Linked DNA regions of Mus musculus: region 2 is linked to region 1. Evidence: chromatin contacts called from public promoter capture Hi-C data. All regions are on one chromosome and are shown on one strand. The core of a region is the stretch at or near the end of the contact, and the rest is flanking DNA. Distances in the headings are between cores, read along the strand shown.

The links. Promoter capture Hi-C pulls out the DNA fragments that hold promoters and counts their contacts.
Region 2: a promoter capture Hi-C map of pre-B cells shows a contact between it and region 1, with 2.9 times the contacts expected there. The contact joins the promoter of Wdr5 here to the promoter of Fbxw5 in region 1. A contact is called at or near these places in 2 of 39 promoter capture datasets (liver and pre-B cells).

The regions. Positions count from the first base shown.
Region 1 is chr2:25,498,839-25,502,561 of GRCm38.p6, reverse strand. It overlaps Fbxw5 (F-box and WD-40 domain protein 5), which reads right to left and starts at 1,812. Exons shown (of 9, transcript NM_013908.5): 1 at 1,676-1,812; 2 at 411-626; 3 at 4-161. The coding sequence starts at 603. C8g (complement component 8, gamma polypeptide) reads left to right here and starts at 2,056. Exons shown (of 7, transcript NM_027062.2): 1 at 2,056-2,468; 2 at 2,587-2,723; 3 at 2,903-2,973; 4 at 3,057-3,164; 5 at 3,447-3,548; 6 at 3,619-3,657. The coding sequence starts at 2,331.
Region 2 is chr2:27,513,159-27,516,881 of GRCm38.p6, reverse strand. Wdr5 (WD repeat domain 5) reads right to left here and starts at 1,735. Exons shown (of 14, transcript NM_080848.2): 1 at 1,602-1,735.

The DNA.
Region 1 (3,723 bases), core at 563-3,062:
CACCTTCACCGTGCAGTCCTTGGAGCAGGAGGCAAACTGGTACCCCGAGTGGGAGAAGCTGAGGTGCAGGACCTGGTCAGTGTGCTCCTTCAGTGTCTGCACCTCCACACAGGGTACCATGTCATAGAGCCGCCGGAACTCCTCATACCAGGATGTGGCCGCTGTGGGCAATATAGTGTCACTCCTGCATGCAAGGCTCCCTCACTAGTCAAGATTGAGAGCCGACAGACAGCATGGCTACTGGGAGATGTTTTGTAGGGACTCTGGAACTCACGACTCACTAATTAGGTCTCAGCCACAGGGGGCACCCTTCTGCTCACAGAGACTCCCTCTTCCCCAATATGGCCCGTGTGTCCTTGGGCCATGAGCCCCTGCCCTGAGCCAGCAGGTTTAGGGGTGTGTGTACTGACCTGGGTGGCGGGGCACATCTCGAGCCACCTGGTAGTAGCGGTAGAATTGCTCCTTCCATAAGAACTCATCCCGGGACACAGCCTGCCATTGGCGGCATACCAGCCCAGCAGCCAGCACATCTGCAGGGCCCAAACTCAGGAAGATCTGGTAGACAAGGCTGTCGGGGAGCAGGGGCAGGCCCCCCTCATCCATCGTGACATTCTGCCCAGACGGTCCTGAAACCCACCAGTGGCGGCTCTGAACCCAAGCCTCCTCATCGCCAACCCCAGGGAGAGACTGATAGTCTGGGGTTCCAGACATGGCAGTCCTAGCTAGCCCCACCAACTGCCCACCGGAGAATTCCACTGCACTGAGCATGTGCGGGGGGAGGGGAGGGATGTGTGCATCTCTCTTTGTGTGTACAAGTAGCACTGCCCCACCACAGACCCAACACTTCTTGAAGGACCCAGGCAGTAACGTTGCACCACCTTACATTCTCCAGGACACCAAAGGACTTGCTGGACCAGACAGCAAGCCCCTGAGTACTACTAGGCCAGGTAGAACCTGCGAAGTGGGGGGCAGCCCCACTTTCCAGGTGGGGGCCTTTGATGCCTTCCCCAATGCTACAGGGCACAGGGAGGCAGGTGAGCACAAGACAAGCAAACAGGTCTGGGCTGCTCAAACTGGCAGGTCCAAGGTTTAGCAGCCCACCCTGTCTTTGACCTTGCTGCTATAGGACTTCAGGCCAAGGCTGACTTTCTTCTGAGAAGGGGTTCCTGCTAGCCAGTGGCATATGTCGTTCTGGACTCAGGAGACAGCCTGGCCAGGAGGGTGGTTAAGAGTGATTGGGGTTTCTGAATGTCAGAGGAGACATCAGGGACCACGCTTTGCTGCTTAGCTAGAGTGGGCAGCAGCTCCTTCATTCACCCACTGAACACCGGAGGGTGGATTGGGACGACGTCAACCTGCCAAGGCCATCACTGGCCAGATAAGGCCACCAAAGGCTGTACAAGTGTAGACATTGCAGGAAAAAAATATGGTGACAGTGAACAAAGCCCGTGAAGGTGACAAAAGCCAGTTAAAGTAGGACAAGGCAGAGCGAGGCCCATGACCGGGACCAGGCCCGAGAAAATAAACGAAGGCCACGATCGGGGACAAGGGACACCGAAGGTGGCAGAAGGCTGGTGAATGCAGGACTGGGAGTAATGGGGCACAAGGCTGGTGACTGGGGACAGGGCAGATGACACAGGTGAGTGAGCACGGCGGGGCCAAAGCCGGGACTCACCGCGGTGCCTCTGCCCGCTGCGCTGCGCCCGGCTTCCGCCGCCGCTCTAGTCTCCACCTCCACGTCTTTATGGAGGCGCCAGGCTCGACGCTGAGAGCCCCGAGGCATCGATGGACCGTTCCCCCCCCCCCCCCTTCCCCGTCTTGCGCCTGCGCCTCAGGCTCCGACTAGCAGCCAGCGTTTCTTATGCGCCTGCGCAAACTCTTACTTTCCGAGCGTTCTGACTCACAGAACAGTACTCACTCCTGGCTACCCTAAAGGACGGAGGATTGAGCCAGGCTCAGCTGGGCCGGTTCGAGACTCTGCCTCTGCTCTCTCTGCTGCTGGGCTTTGAACAAGTGACTTTATGAGCACGTTCTTGTTGGTTGTGGAGTTAAAGACAGTTATTGCATGCATAGGGTTGAGCACTGACCACAAGTGGAAATAGGGGTGCAGAGGTCAACTCTTAACTTTGCACTTGGGACACAATGCCCAGCTCCTATCAAGGCTAGGTTCTAGGATGGACCCTGGCTTGGGTTAGGGGTTCAGTAATCGGAAGACAGATGTGGACTTCCTGGACTGTGCTTCCTGTGGCACTGGACAGTGGACTCTGACCTAGGACAGTGCACCCCTCCACCTCGCTGTCCTGTCACCTACTGTCCGTAGCAGGTTGGCCATGCTGTCTCCAGGGGCTGTGTTGTTCTTCACCCTGCTCTTGACAGCCAGTTCGCTGGGCCAAAGGACTCGAAAGCCTATTGGGTCTACCTCCCCCATCAGCACTATCCAGGCCCAGGTCAATTTCAGTGCTCAGAAGGTAAAATCTGGGAGTGAGTGGGGGTAGGTAAAAGAGCAATAAGAACCTGCCTAGCTTGGCGGGATTGGTCCAGGGTGCCCCATTTCCCCAGTCCTGAGCACTCATAGTCAACTTCCAGTTTGCAGGGACATGGCTCCTGGTGGCTGTGGGCTCTTCGTGCCGCTTTCTTCAGGAGCAGGGACACCGAGCTGAGGCCACCACATTGCACGCAGCTCCCCAGGGTGCAGCTATGGCTGTCAGCACCTTCCGAAAGCTGTGAGTCCCAGCAGGACTTCATCCCAGCCCCTGAGCCCATCTTACTCTGCCCTCCTGACTCTAAACCTCATCTCTAGCTCTTCTGTGGCCTAGATAGCTATCCCATATGGCCTCTCCTGGGTTGGGGTTCCTAGAGTCTGGGTGCCTCCTCTTATGACATACCTTCTTCCCCTCCCCAGAGATGGGATATGTTGGCAGGTACGCCAACTCTTTGAGAACACAGGGGTCCCTGGCCGCTTCTTGTTCCAAGGTGAGGCAGGGGCATCAAGGGAGAGGGCTCTGGGCTGGAGGCAGAGGGGAAAGGACTGATGTGCTGTTGTGGTTCTGCCGCAGTCTCACGGGCCCGTGGACCAGTGCATATGGTGGTTGCTGAGACTGACTATCAGAGCTTTGCCATCCTGTACCTGGAACAGGGAAGGAAGCTGTCTGTGAAACTATACGGTGCGGACTAGTCCTGTGATCATACATGGCCTGTGCTTTTCACACATGACCTGTGCTCTGCATCCTCCAGGTCCACCTTGATGGACAGGGCGTCCCCAGATGGACACACACCCCTTCTCATTCCTTTTCTATCCCCATACTCTTGGCAGTAGGCACCCTTGATGAACAGCTACACATGGGATGGGGTGGGAACTGGATGGGGCAGGGACACACAGCTGACCTGGCTGTGTGTCCTGGGTTCCCTGCCATGTTGAAAGCACTGGAACTCTGCCTACCCCACAGTCCGCTCACTGCCAGTGAATGACTCTGTCCTGGATGTGTTTGAGCGGCGAGTCAGGGAAGCCAACCTGACAGAAGATCAGATTCTTTTCTTTCCCAAGTATGGTGAGTGTCCCCAGCCCGTGACCCTCCTGGGTGACGCCCGACCCCCTCTTACTACTGCCTGGGCCCCTAGGTTTCTGCGAGACTGCGGACCAATTACACATCCTGAACGGTGAGTGGTCAGTAGGGCAGAGCAGTGAAGGGCTGTGGTCAAGGTCTTTCCTGCCCCTGCTAAGGT
Region 2 (3,723 bases), core at 486-2,985, 2.0 Mb before region 1:
AGACTAGGGTAGGTCCCAGGGGCCTCTCCACAAACAAAGCTCTTGTGCCCAGGAAATACCAGCTGCTTGGTGCTTTTAGCTTTTTGGAGACAGGGTCTTGCTATGCACTGGTATTAAAAAACCAGTCTCAAGCTTGGTATGGTTGGTGTAACAGGCATAAATCAACTACCAGGCCTGACCTGGTGCTTATTCTTAATGCAACTATGGCCATGAGTTCCCATAGCAACCACTTTTGTGGACCATACAGGTAGCAACAGGAGCTGAGACTTAAGTAATGAAAAGGGCTAGAAAGTCTCTTTCAACCAGCATCTCATCTCCCTACTCCAGTGAAATGAAAGGCCAACAGTGTAGGGCAGATCTATCTCCAGTGTGGGAAGTCTCTAGGAACTAAGCTTCTTTTAGCATATAAAGAGATTCACCTAACAGCAGGTGGATGACCTTGCCAACAAGCACACCACCACCCAGCCCTGCCCATCACATCGTTAATAAGCTGGGTCTTTCAGGAAGACAAATATTAACATCTGAAGACACTAGTTGTAGCACCACCCACTTTAATTCCAGCTCTAAGGATGAAGAGCTCTAAGGATGTGGGCCCCAAACAACCAACCAAAAAACAAAAACAAAAACGGGGAAGAAAGAAAGAAAGAAAGAAAGAAAGAAAGAAAGAATATCAACATTAGCCAATCTGCCTCACAGCATTCAGGAGGCTCAGGAATTCAAAGCAGTTAAATGTGAGGCTAGCATCAACCTGAAACCGGCTCAAAGGAGACCACCACTTTCCAATTCCACAGGGTAGAGTCCAAGACAGAGCACTCAGGAAAGCAGGACTTGGGGAGGGCAGGTCTGGGAGGAAGCTGGGTTAAGCAGGATCCTCAGCAGGTGGTTTGGAGCTGGCCTCCACTGCCCACAAAGGAGGTAGGTAACCGGCAGCCGCAGCCGGGGCTTTACACTAGAGTGAGCCTGACTATGGAAGGGCAGCAGCCATCAGTCTCCCTCCAGTCAAATGTAGACTCCTGGTTTCCACCCTAGTACACAAGTATGGGAAGACAGAATGGTTCAGTCACTCAGGTGAGTGCAGTAGGTAACCCAACAAAGAACTCCAACCCATCCTCTCTGGGCTCCTAGATACCTAGGTACTAGTAGCCTTGGCTTCACACCACTGTGCGCTCAACTGCCCGGCTGTCCCGGACAATGTTCAGAAACCCTTGACCGGTCAGCCCTAGTCAGGTAGAAACTTGCGCTAGGACACAAATGAGGGTTGTGCCCGCAGCACGAGAGGCGCCAAGTGGCCAAGGAAACCTGCGCGACGCTGGCTGGGTGTCCCCGATGAGACAGAGAATTCCACTCCCAGTGACGCCAGTCTGAGGTGTGAGTCTCGAGAAGCTCGCAGGACTAAGGGTCTAGGGGCGTAGCAGGGGCCGCAGTGGAAGTAGCGGGCCGTGGCGGCCACAAGGGGCGGCGGGGTCGGGGCGCGGCCGCAAATGCGGCGTCCGGCCCGGCCCGAGGCCCTCGGAACACGTGCGGCGCTGTGGAGCCCGGAGCCCGAGGGCCCTCGTGGCCGCCGCTCGCCTCGCGCCCGCGGGACCGGGTTTCTCGCTTACCTGCCGGGGCCGCGGCGGCGGGGCCGGGCGCTCTGGCGTCGCGTCGGCTAGCCCTACGCGCGAGAGCAGACGATCTGCTGGACTAGGCGGCAGCGGCGCGGGAGGCGGGAGGGATTGCGCGTGCGCGAGGGGCGGGACAACGGGCGGCGACGAGGGTCAGAAAAACTAGAGGAGGCGGAGCGCCTTAAAGGGGCCGTCTGTGGTTCTCGCTTCCTATTTGACCGCTACTGGTGTTCGGTAACTGCAGACTGGAGCACTCTAGAATTAAAGATGGGTGAGAACGTGCTTAGGTGCCTCTCCTGTTATTCTAGGCTGTGTAGCCAAGCTAACAGTTACAATTTGCCTGTGCTGGCCCGTGCCTGCCCAGGACTGTTGGGAAACCTCTTGGTGCCACTGGTGGATGTCCACGAGGTCCGGAAGTCCGGAGCTCCTGCGGCCTCCCCAGCCTACCGCAAGGCGGGGGGCTTCCTGCCGCTGCAAACCACAGCTCAAATTGAACATACTTGCCTCTCTTCTACAGGGCCATAAGGAGGCTACGCTGTACCACCACCACCACCCCACACAGACACACTCCGAAAAAGGTCTTAGGAGCTACCGCTGCAGGGAGAGATCTACAGTAGTGTCCAGGGAAGGCAGGGCACTACTGTAGAGAAGGAAGCCTGCACGCTGACAAGAGAGGAGCTACCTGACTTAGAAGACAAACAAGAAAGAATGTGGACAGGAAAGGCAAGTGTCCCTAACACAGGGGCTCCAAGTCCTCCAGCTATGCATGCATCTGGAACGATGCAGTTGCACCTGAATGTAGGCTCAGGCAGTTCACATTCCAGGCAGCCACAGCATCCACTACAATCTGGCTCCTGTGTGGCTCTGGAGCTCCATTTTAAAGGCTTTATCTCATTTTCACAAGACAGCCCCTAGCAGGCTGGCCGGCCTGCAGTTAGCAAAGTTTTGACAGCCCTCTTTCCTGTTGGACCACCTCTACTCCTGTCACTAACGGGGAAAACACCCAGAGAGGAGGACACAGGGACAGAAGGAGAACCTGGAGCCAGGTCTGCACCTCTCACTTCACTGTCTAACTCACATGGTCTTAGACTCTTGGAGGTGGCTATGACCTGTGCAGCCTCATCTTCCAGTCTGGGAATATCAAATATAACGCGTGGGGAACCTGTGCAGAGGGAGGGACTAAGCAACTGAAGCTTGAGAATGGAGAGTGTGTGGTTGCCATAGCTACAAGAGTGTGAGAAGACTGACATTGGCCTGGAATCTCCTGCTAAAGGCACAGAAACAGTTCAGACGAATCTGTGTGTCTAACAGACCTATGCCAGGAGCCCTGGATGGAGTGGAGCATGGGATGGTAAGAATAACATCTCCGTATCTGCCTAGCTAACCGGACTGGAAACCAAACCTAATCCTCTGCCACCCACCTCTCAGATAACATTCAAACCTGTCCACCTCCATCCTCATCCCGGCTCTACCTAAGATGTGGCCTTTTCAAAATTCCAGCCAAAGGAATTGCTGAAAATCCAGGTAAAGTGTATGCATAGCATGCAAGAAGCCCTGGAGCCAATCCCCAACACTCATAAACCAAGTGCAACAGCACAAGTATTAGATAGTTAGAGGCAGAAATATTAGAACTTCAAGACCAGCATGGAAGGCTCAAAGGATAAGGGGTCCTGACCCAGAAGCCCCAGATTTCCAACTTTTACTCACACTGGATCTGTAGTAAGAATTTTGATATCTTTAAAAACACAGTTATGTAGGGCCGGGCGTAGTGGCGCACGCCTTTAATCCCAGCACTCGGGAAGCAGAGGCAGGCGGATTTCTGAGTTCGAGGCCAGCCTGGTCTACAAAGTGAGTTCCAGGACAGCCAGGGCTATACAGAGAAACCCTGTCTCAAAAAACCAAGAAAAAAAAAAAAGAAAGAAAGCACCCTATGATAAGATGGGGACATAACCCAGGTGGTAGAATGCTAGCCTAGCATCCACAAAACTCTGTGTTCAAGTCCCAGTGTCACACAAAGTGGGAGTATTGTGCTTATGTGTCTCCCAGCCCTCAAGCTGGTATATTCAAGGTCATCCTTGACTACCCAGAGAGTTCTGGACTGTGGTGGTTTGAATAAAAA